Linked DNA regions of Hordeum vulgare: region 2 is linked to region 1. The links are chromatin contacts, called in public Hi-C maps. All regions are on one chromosome and are shown on one strand. Each heading gives the region's core, a stretch centred on a gene start, on an enhancer-like site or on the middle of the called end of the contact. The rest is flanking DNA. Distances are from core to core; before and after follow the strand shown. Region 1 holds the start of LOC123424773 (probable histone-arginine methyltransferase CARM1). Region 2 holds the start of LOC123424775 (photosystem I reaction center subunit N, chloroplastic).

Evidence for each region. A called contact is a pair of places that touch in the nucleus more often than the background predicts.
Region 2: a Hi-C map of seedling shows a contact between it and region 1, with 2.6 times the contacts expected there. The contact joins the promoter of LOC123424775 here to the promoter of LOC123424773 in region 1. A contact is called at or near these places in 2 of 6 Hi-C or Micro-C datasets (leaf and seedling).

The regions. Positions count from the first base shown.
Region 1 is chr2H:44,861,262-44,864,483 of MorexV3_pseudomolecules_assembly, forward strand. LOC123424773 (probable histone-arginine methyltransferase CARM1) reads right to left here and starts at 1,519. Exons shown (of 15, transcript XM_045108462.1): 1 at 1,243-1,519; 2 at 1,029-1,100; 3 at 239-347. The coding sequence starts at 1,419.
Region 2 is chr2H:45,009,803-45,013,024 of MorexV3_pseudomolecules_assembly, forward strand. LOC123424775 (photosystem I reaction center subunit N, chloroplastic) reads left to right here and starts at 1,596. Exons shown (of 3, transcript XM_045108465.1): 1 at 1,596-1,907; 2 at 2,011-2,136; 3 at 2,238-2,496. The coding sequence starts at 1,686. The coding sequence ends at 2,327. It overlaps LOC123424774 (60S ribosome subunit biogenesis protein NIP7 homolog), which reads left to right. Exons shown (of 2, transcript XM_045108464.1): 2 at 216-513. TRNAG-CCC (a tRNA gene) reads right to left here and starts at 838; the gene lies at 768-838. It overlaps TRNAG-CCC (a tRNA gene), which reads right to left and starts at 2,973; the gene lies at 2,903-2,973.

The sequences.
Region 1 (3,222 bases), core at 269-2,768:
GGAGATGGCATCGTTCAGCTAGTGTTAGAATAATGTGTCAAACCGCAGTGGTAGTTAGCATGTAAAAGAAAAGGAACATGTCTTGTATTTGAGGGCCACTACTGACTCTTTATATACTGGAGGTGGAGCTGATGGCATGCATGAGGATCTAATAAAACCCAACATTAAGAGAAATACTCTGAGATAATGTAACAATATACTACTTAAATTATCTGAAATAAGAAATTAAAGGACAAACCAGCTGTTCCACTAATAGTTTGTTGTTTCCATCGTTGAAAAGCTAGAGAGAAGGCTTTGCTCTCAGCTTCTGTCCTAAGAACAACCTTAATTGCTCTTGAAAATAATTTCTGCCTCAAAGAACTGAGAGTTAACATGAAGGCATTTCATATGTACTAAAAGAAAGTTCCAATATACAGGGCCAGAAAATGTGATTAACAAATATTCATAGTAACTTCACCACTAACCCACGTCAAGGAAATTTAGTGAGGTGTTAAGAGGGTGGTAACAGAGAAGTGTTACACGGCAGGGGATCCATCTTTACACCAAACTAAGACAAAGTATTCAGAGTTTTATTAGGCTCTATTCCAGAATAGCTAGCACCACGGTCCTTTGCAAACAGAAAAAGGTGTTGAGATTTATTACTTTTTGTATAAAAAACTGAAGCTACATTAAAGTGCATTTAGAAGAATCATGCTTAGGTCATACTACAATTTCATCTACTATTGATTAAGTCACTATTCATATAAAACGTGCCAGAAATACTGTGTCACAAAATACAAAATGCCATACAATCTGCATTATCCGTGCCATGATACAGGACTAGTACTTTCAAAATTCACCAAACCACCACTGAGCATTTCTAGAGGAAATTAATTGATTCTCTACCTTGATATGATCCACCCTGCAATAACTAATCCTTAAGCAGAAAACTGGGCGAACCTAGCTCGACACATTTTCAACCGGGGTACACCGTACATCCAACAGAGGCACAAAGCTAACTAAAACCCAACGAAGCAACTGAGGAGTACCTCCTCCACGCCAGCCTTAGCCTCCGTCTCGCCGCTCACGCAGAGCCACTCCATCTGCCCCAGCTTGAATATCTGCGGAACCAGAAACATTACTCCTCCGGACCCACAGCAATGGCACGCGCCCCTCGAAACCACACGAATTCGAGCCCGGCCGCACCCGGACCACTCCCGCCGCTCCAGTTCCTCCCCGAATCACAGAGACCGCGGCGCATACCTGCGCGTCGGAGAGGTCGATCTGGAACGCCTGCTCCGCGCCGGGCCTGACGAGGCTGAGGCGCGCCGCCCCGGAGGCGGGGCCCAGGCCGAACACGGCCTTCCCGGCGGCCTCCTGCGAGGCGGCGGCGTTGACGTCGGAGAAGGAGACGTTGGGGAACATGTCCGCCGACGCCATTCCTGGATCCCGGCGCCGCCCGAGGTTCCGGGCGCCGCGGCGGGGGGATAGCTAGGGTTTTGGGGGCGGGGCGGGGCGGGAGGGTGGTGGCTCGCGTGGAGCTGGCTGCTGTTTGTACGCGTGGGGTGGGGGCGAGGGGAGCGCCTGGGCTTTTTTACGCCGCGTGCTCCTTTCTTTCCTCCCTCCTCTCGTTGCTCTGCGGATTTTAATTTCCGGCGGAGACGACGCCCCGCCGGTGCCACGGCGACGCGGCGAGTTCGAACTCGTTCGCGGAGCTTGTCGCTGACGAGTGGACCAGCTGTGCACTGCGAGGTTTGGGCCCGCTTGTTAGTGAGATGGAGAAGTTCTCGCTTGTGTGTGTAGCGGCGGTCTCGGTTAAAGCCGACGTGTACGGCTGTGACGTGAGGCTTTACTGCCGACTGGTGGGCGATGGGGAAATGCCGGCGCAGTGTTTTCCGGGGGCCACTGTTCAGTGAGTGAGTTGAGAGCAATGATGAGTTTGACATTGGACGCTCGGATCTGAGTACTACTAATATCAGTGCGAGTGGGCTTTCAAGCCTATTGGATTTGTTCGTTGGCAGGCCCACAGTTTTTTGTCGCATCGTTGTTTATTGTACACCGGAATGATTTAAAAGAACCTAAAAAAAGTTTTAAAAAATCAGTACACCGGGAAACGTGGGTTTTCTCTCAAACAAAATGTGAATGCTCCATGCCACGTGTTATGAAAATGTACCGGATCTGGCCTGTAGGCTTTCAGACTAGAAAGTCAGTGCGAGTGGGCCTTTAGGTCTGTTGGATTTGTTCATTAGCAGGCCCAACTATTTTGGATCAGGTTGTTATTTCACCTATTTTTGTTATCGATAATGATTATGAATTTTCTGTCGATCCCGAGATAATTCCTTTGGTTGAATCTCATTCTTTTTATGGCTATGAAAATGAAACTGTTGTGGCACATATCACTAAGCTAAATGATATAGCCATCCTATTTATCAAGGATGAGAAAAATCGCTACTACTATATGCTTAAATTATTTTCGTTCTCATTAAATGGTAATGCTAAGATTTGGTACAATACTCTTTCTCCTGGTTGTATGCGTAGTCCCCGGGATATGATCTACTATTCCGCTGAAAAATATTTTCCTTCTGATAAGCAACAAGGTGTCTTACAGAAAATATTTAACTTTGTGCAAATTGAAGAAGAGGGTCTCCCACAAGCTTGGAGGAGGCTTCTCCAATTACTTAATGCTTTGCCTGATCATCCTCTTAAGAAAAAATGAAATAGTTGTGTTGGTTGTGTTTTGAGGGAACGAACTGTCGAACAAGTTGGGAAATTATTGATTAATATATCGAAGAATTGTGATGAATGGACACTTCCTGAACCACCACCTAAGCCTACCCCAAAGAAGAGAGGTGTATTTTTCCTTAGTCATGAAACTATGCAAGAGGCGAAGAAATGTATGAAGGAAAAAATCATTAAAGCTGAAGATGTTAAGAATTATCACCTATCGAAGAAATACATGGTCTCCAAACACCACCACAGGTCGTGGAGGTAAATTATCTTTAAAAGTTTGATGAAGATGACATCACTTACAATAAACATCCTAGTCAATGCTTATATGAGTTTGATAATTATTGATAATTATATTATAAATCAAGATCATTTCAATTCCTATGTCATGAAACAATTGAAACAAAACTCTCATATGATTGCTCGCTTAAGCGACTTGTTATTTAGAATCATCAATGATGTAAGAGGTGTAGGAAAACATGCTTCTATGGTTCAAACCCAACTAGAACAAATTTC
Region 2 (3,222 bases), core at 346-2,845, 150 kb after region 1:
AAATCCTGCTTCTGCAGTTATAGTAGTATTGGTACTCGAGCAGAAAATAAACTGCTTGCTCGCTTTCCCCGTTGTCCATGCCGTTTGATTGTTTCGGTGACATCATCCTCTGACAATCAATCGCTAGTTATGCGGTCTATAGATATTTCTTTCATGCCCTGAGCATGTCATTTGTATGACGCACTTGGTTTGCCTCTTGTGATTCCGATTTACAGCATTCGTGCTTGCAGGTGATGTTTGACTGTGGTGCTGAAAGATGTGTTCCCTCCATGGTTGTGATCACCGATCATCTGTGCTTGCAATCAGTGTGCAGTTCGTCGACCATTCTGTATTCTGCAGTCTTCATAAAGGGCAAGGAAAAGCGGATGTCTGATTGTAGCAGAGTGGTAAAGCAGATGTCTGATGGCTATAAATTTTATCATGCTGTAGCTTATCAGGAAGCTACTGCATTGTATCGCGTGAAATGTGAAGTAAGGATTATGATAATGGATACATTTCCTCTTGGAGCCCTAATTGTTGTTATGTCTGATCGATAAATTACTTACCAGCAAGCTAACCTGCTCATGAATGCCCCTGGTTTCATCACTTTTAATGGGGTGACATGGCTCGCCATTATCAGGACAAAACAGATGATTGGATAGATTGCCAGCAGATTTGATCTTCACTGATAAAACATACAATTAGAATTCCAAGTTTAGGTTAGCACAAGGAGATTAACTTTTGTCATTCAATAAGAATGGAAAAACAAAAAATATGTCAGGAAAAATTGCGCATCCAGGGAATCGAACCCTGGTCAGTACCGTGGGAGGGTACTATGATACCACTACACCAGATGCGCTTTGTTGTGTTTCAGACCTTGATTACGTCTATTATACGTCTGTACTCTAAAATCCAGTGCACAACTGGCCTATTTTTTCAAAAAGGGATCCTTTATTATATTACTTAATATAAAGGGGACCACTGTCCTATGGTTCAAATTTATCTAAAAATTCTAATTAGTGGTCGGAGATATGAAGTTTCACTACAAACCTTTAGAAACGCCATGTAATTTCTAAAACCAATATCCAAACGAGTGCCGCAATGCAATACACTTTATATTTCGGATTTAAAAAAAAAAACCTATACACCTGATATCAGGGAACAGAGGTAGTATTACTTAAAGGGGCACAACTGTCCTATGGTTCAAATTAATCTAAAAATTCTAATTAGTGGTCGGAGACACCAAGTATCACTACAGACCTTTAAAAACGCCATGTAATTTCGAATAGAGCTACTATGGTACGCAGATCAAATGAGTTGTTGATGGCTGCATGCATCGATTGATGCGGAAGCCGGGGTCTAAGTTCCTCTTTTTCAAAAAAAATAAAATAAAAAAAATCAAATGAGCTGTTTCGTGAGAGCTCAAGCGTTGAAAATCTAGTGATGCAGTCAGGCCAAGGCCAAGAAGATCCCGGCACGTGTCGCATGGGCCCCATCCCATTCGGATAATGGGAGCCACCGTGGCGCCGAGGCCAGCCAATGGAAACGAAGCAAGCCTCACCCTATCCACACGCCCACCGCAAACCCCAGTTTCCCTCCACAGCATCCTCCACGATCAAAAACAAAACCATCACCCCCCATCCCCCGAGGCCACCACACACGCGCGCGCACACACCAGATTATTCCAAGAAGACCTCGGGAGGATCATGGCCGGCGTGAACACCAGCGTTGTCGGCCTCAAGCCCGCCGCGGCGGTGCCGCAGTCGGCCTCGCCCGCGGCGGCAAAGCGCGTGCAGGTCGCCCCGGCCAAGGACCGGCGGTCGGCGCTTCTCGGCCTGGCGGCCGTCTTCGCCGCCACCGCCGCCTCCGCCGCCTCCGCCAGGGCAAGCGTCTTCGACGAGTACCTCGAGAAGAGCAAGCTCAACAAGGTCCGCTTCCTTCTCTCCTCCTTCCCTGTATAAGTGGATCGATCGCCCGTGCTCGTTCTCTCACCGGAGTTTTTTTTATGGTTCTTGCGGCGGCGATGATCAGGAGCTGAACGACAAGAAGAGGGCGGCGACGAGCGGCGCCAACTTCGCGCGCGCCTACACCGTCCAGTTCGGCAGCTGCAAGTTCCCCTACAACTTCACCGGCTGCCAGGACCTCGCCAAGCAGAAGGTAACTCTCAACATCCATTTCTCTCCATGGCCGGCTCGGACGAGCTCTTAGTTAGGCTCTGGCTGACGATCATGCATGGGTGCCTTCTTGCGTGGCTGCAGAAAGTCCCGTTCATCACCGACGACCTCGAGATCGAGTGCGAGGGGAAGGAGAAGTTCAAGTGCGGGTCCAACGTCTTCTGGAAATGGTGAAGCTGGTCGATATGGCGAGTGCTGATGTATGTCAGTCAGGCTGTACCTAGATGTCCAAACTGCACAAGTGTTTCGGCTGTGAAGTCATCGTCTCTGTAATTTTATCATCAAGTGGAATCCTGTTTTTCACCTGTAATTGCACTAGTGGAAACCTGCATATATCCTGTCACATCCAGCACGCAAACATTCATTAGTTAGGATCTTTCAGGCAATCCCCGCAAAAAAAATAAAATAAAAAATCTTTCAGTTTCACGCAAGCTGCTTAGGCAAAGTCGAGATCAGTTGGGAAAACACACATTTTCTTCTTCTTCTGATTTCGCCATGATTCGTCAATCATAACACCTAAAGAAGTTATCATCGTAAGTTAAATTAGTGCATAGAACCGAGAAATATTAACTTTTAAAAAAAGAACCGAGAAATATTAACTTTTAAAAAAAGAACCGAGAAATATTCATGTTGTTGCAACTAAATAATTCTAAGCACATATTCAAACCAAGCTGGTTGGCGCACACATAGGTTAATTTTGTTTTTGATTATATACAAAGGAGCAATGGAAAAAAAACGAGAAAAAAAAATGCGCATCCAGGGAATCGAACCCTGGTCAGTACCGTGGGAGGGTACTATGATACCACTACACCAGATGCGCTTGTCTGGCATAGGGCCTTAATCATATTTAAATACTAGGTTATCTTCAAATTCATTGTTCAAACCCATATAGCCGATGCGTTAGTAATTTATACTCCCTCCGTGCCAAAAAATGTCGCAGATTTAGTATTAAATCAGGACAAATTTTATACTAGATGAGTGACACTTATTTTGAAATAGAGGGGGTACTAATTAGTTGTTGAAAGATAAAGAAGTTAGCCTTCAGGCTTTGTAGAAACTTCATCCAATT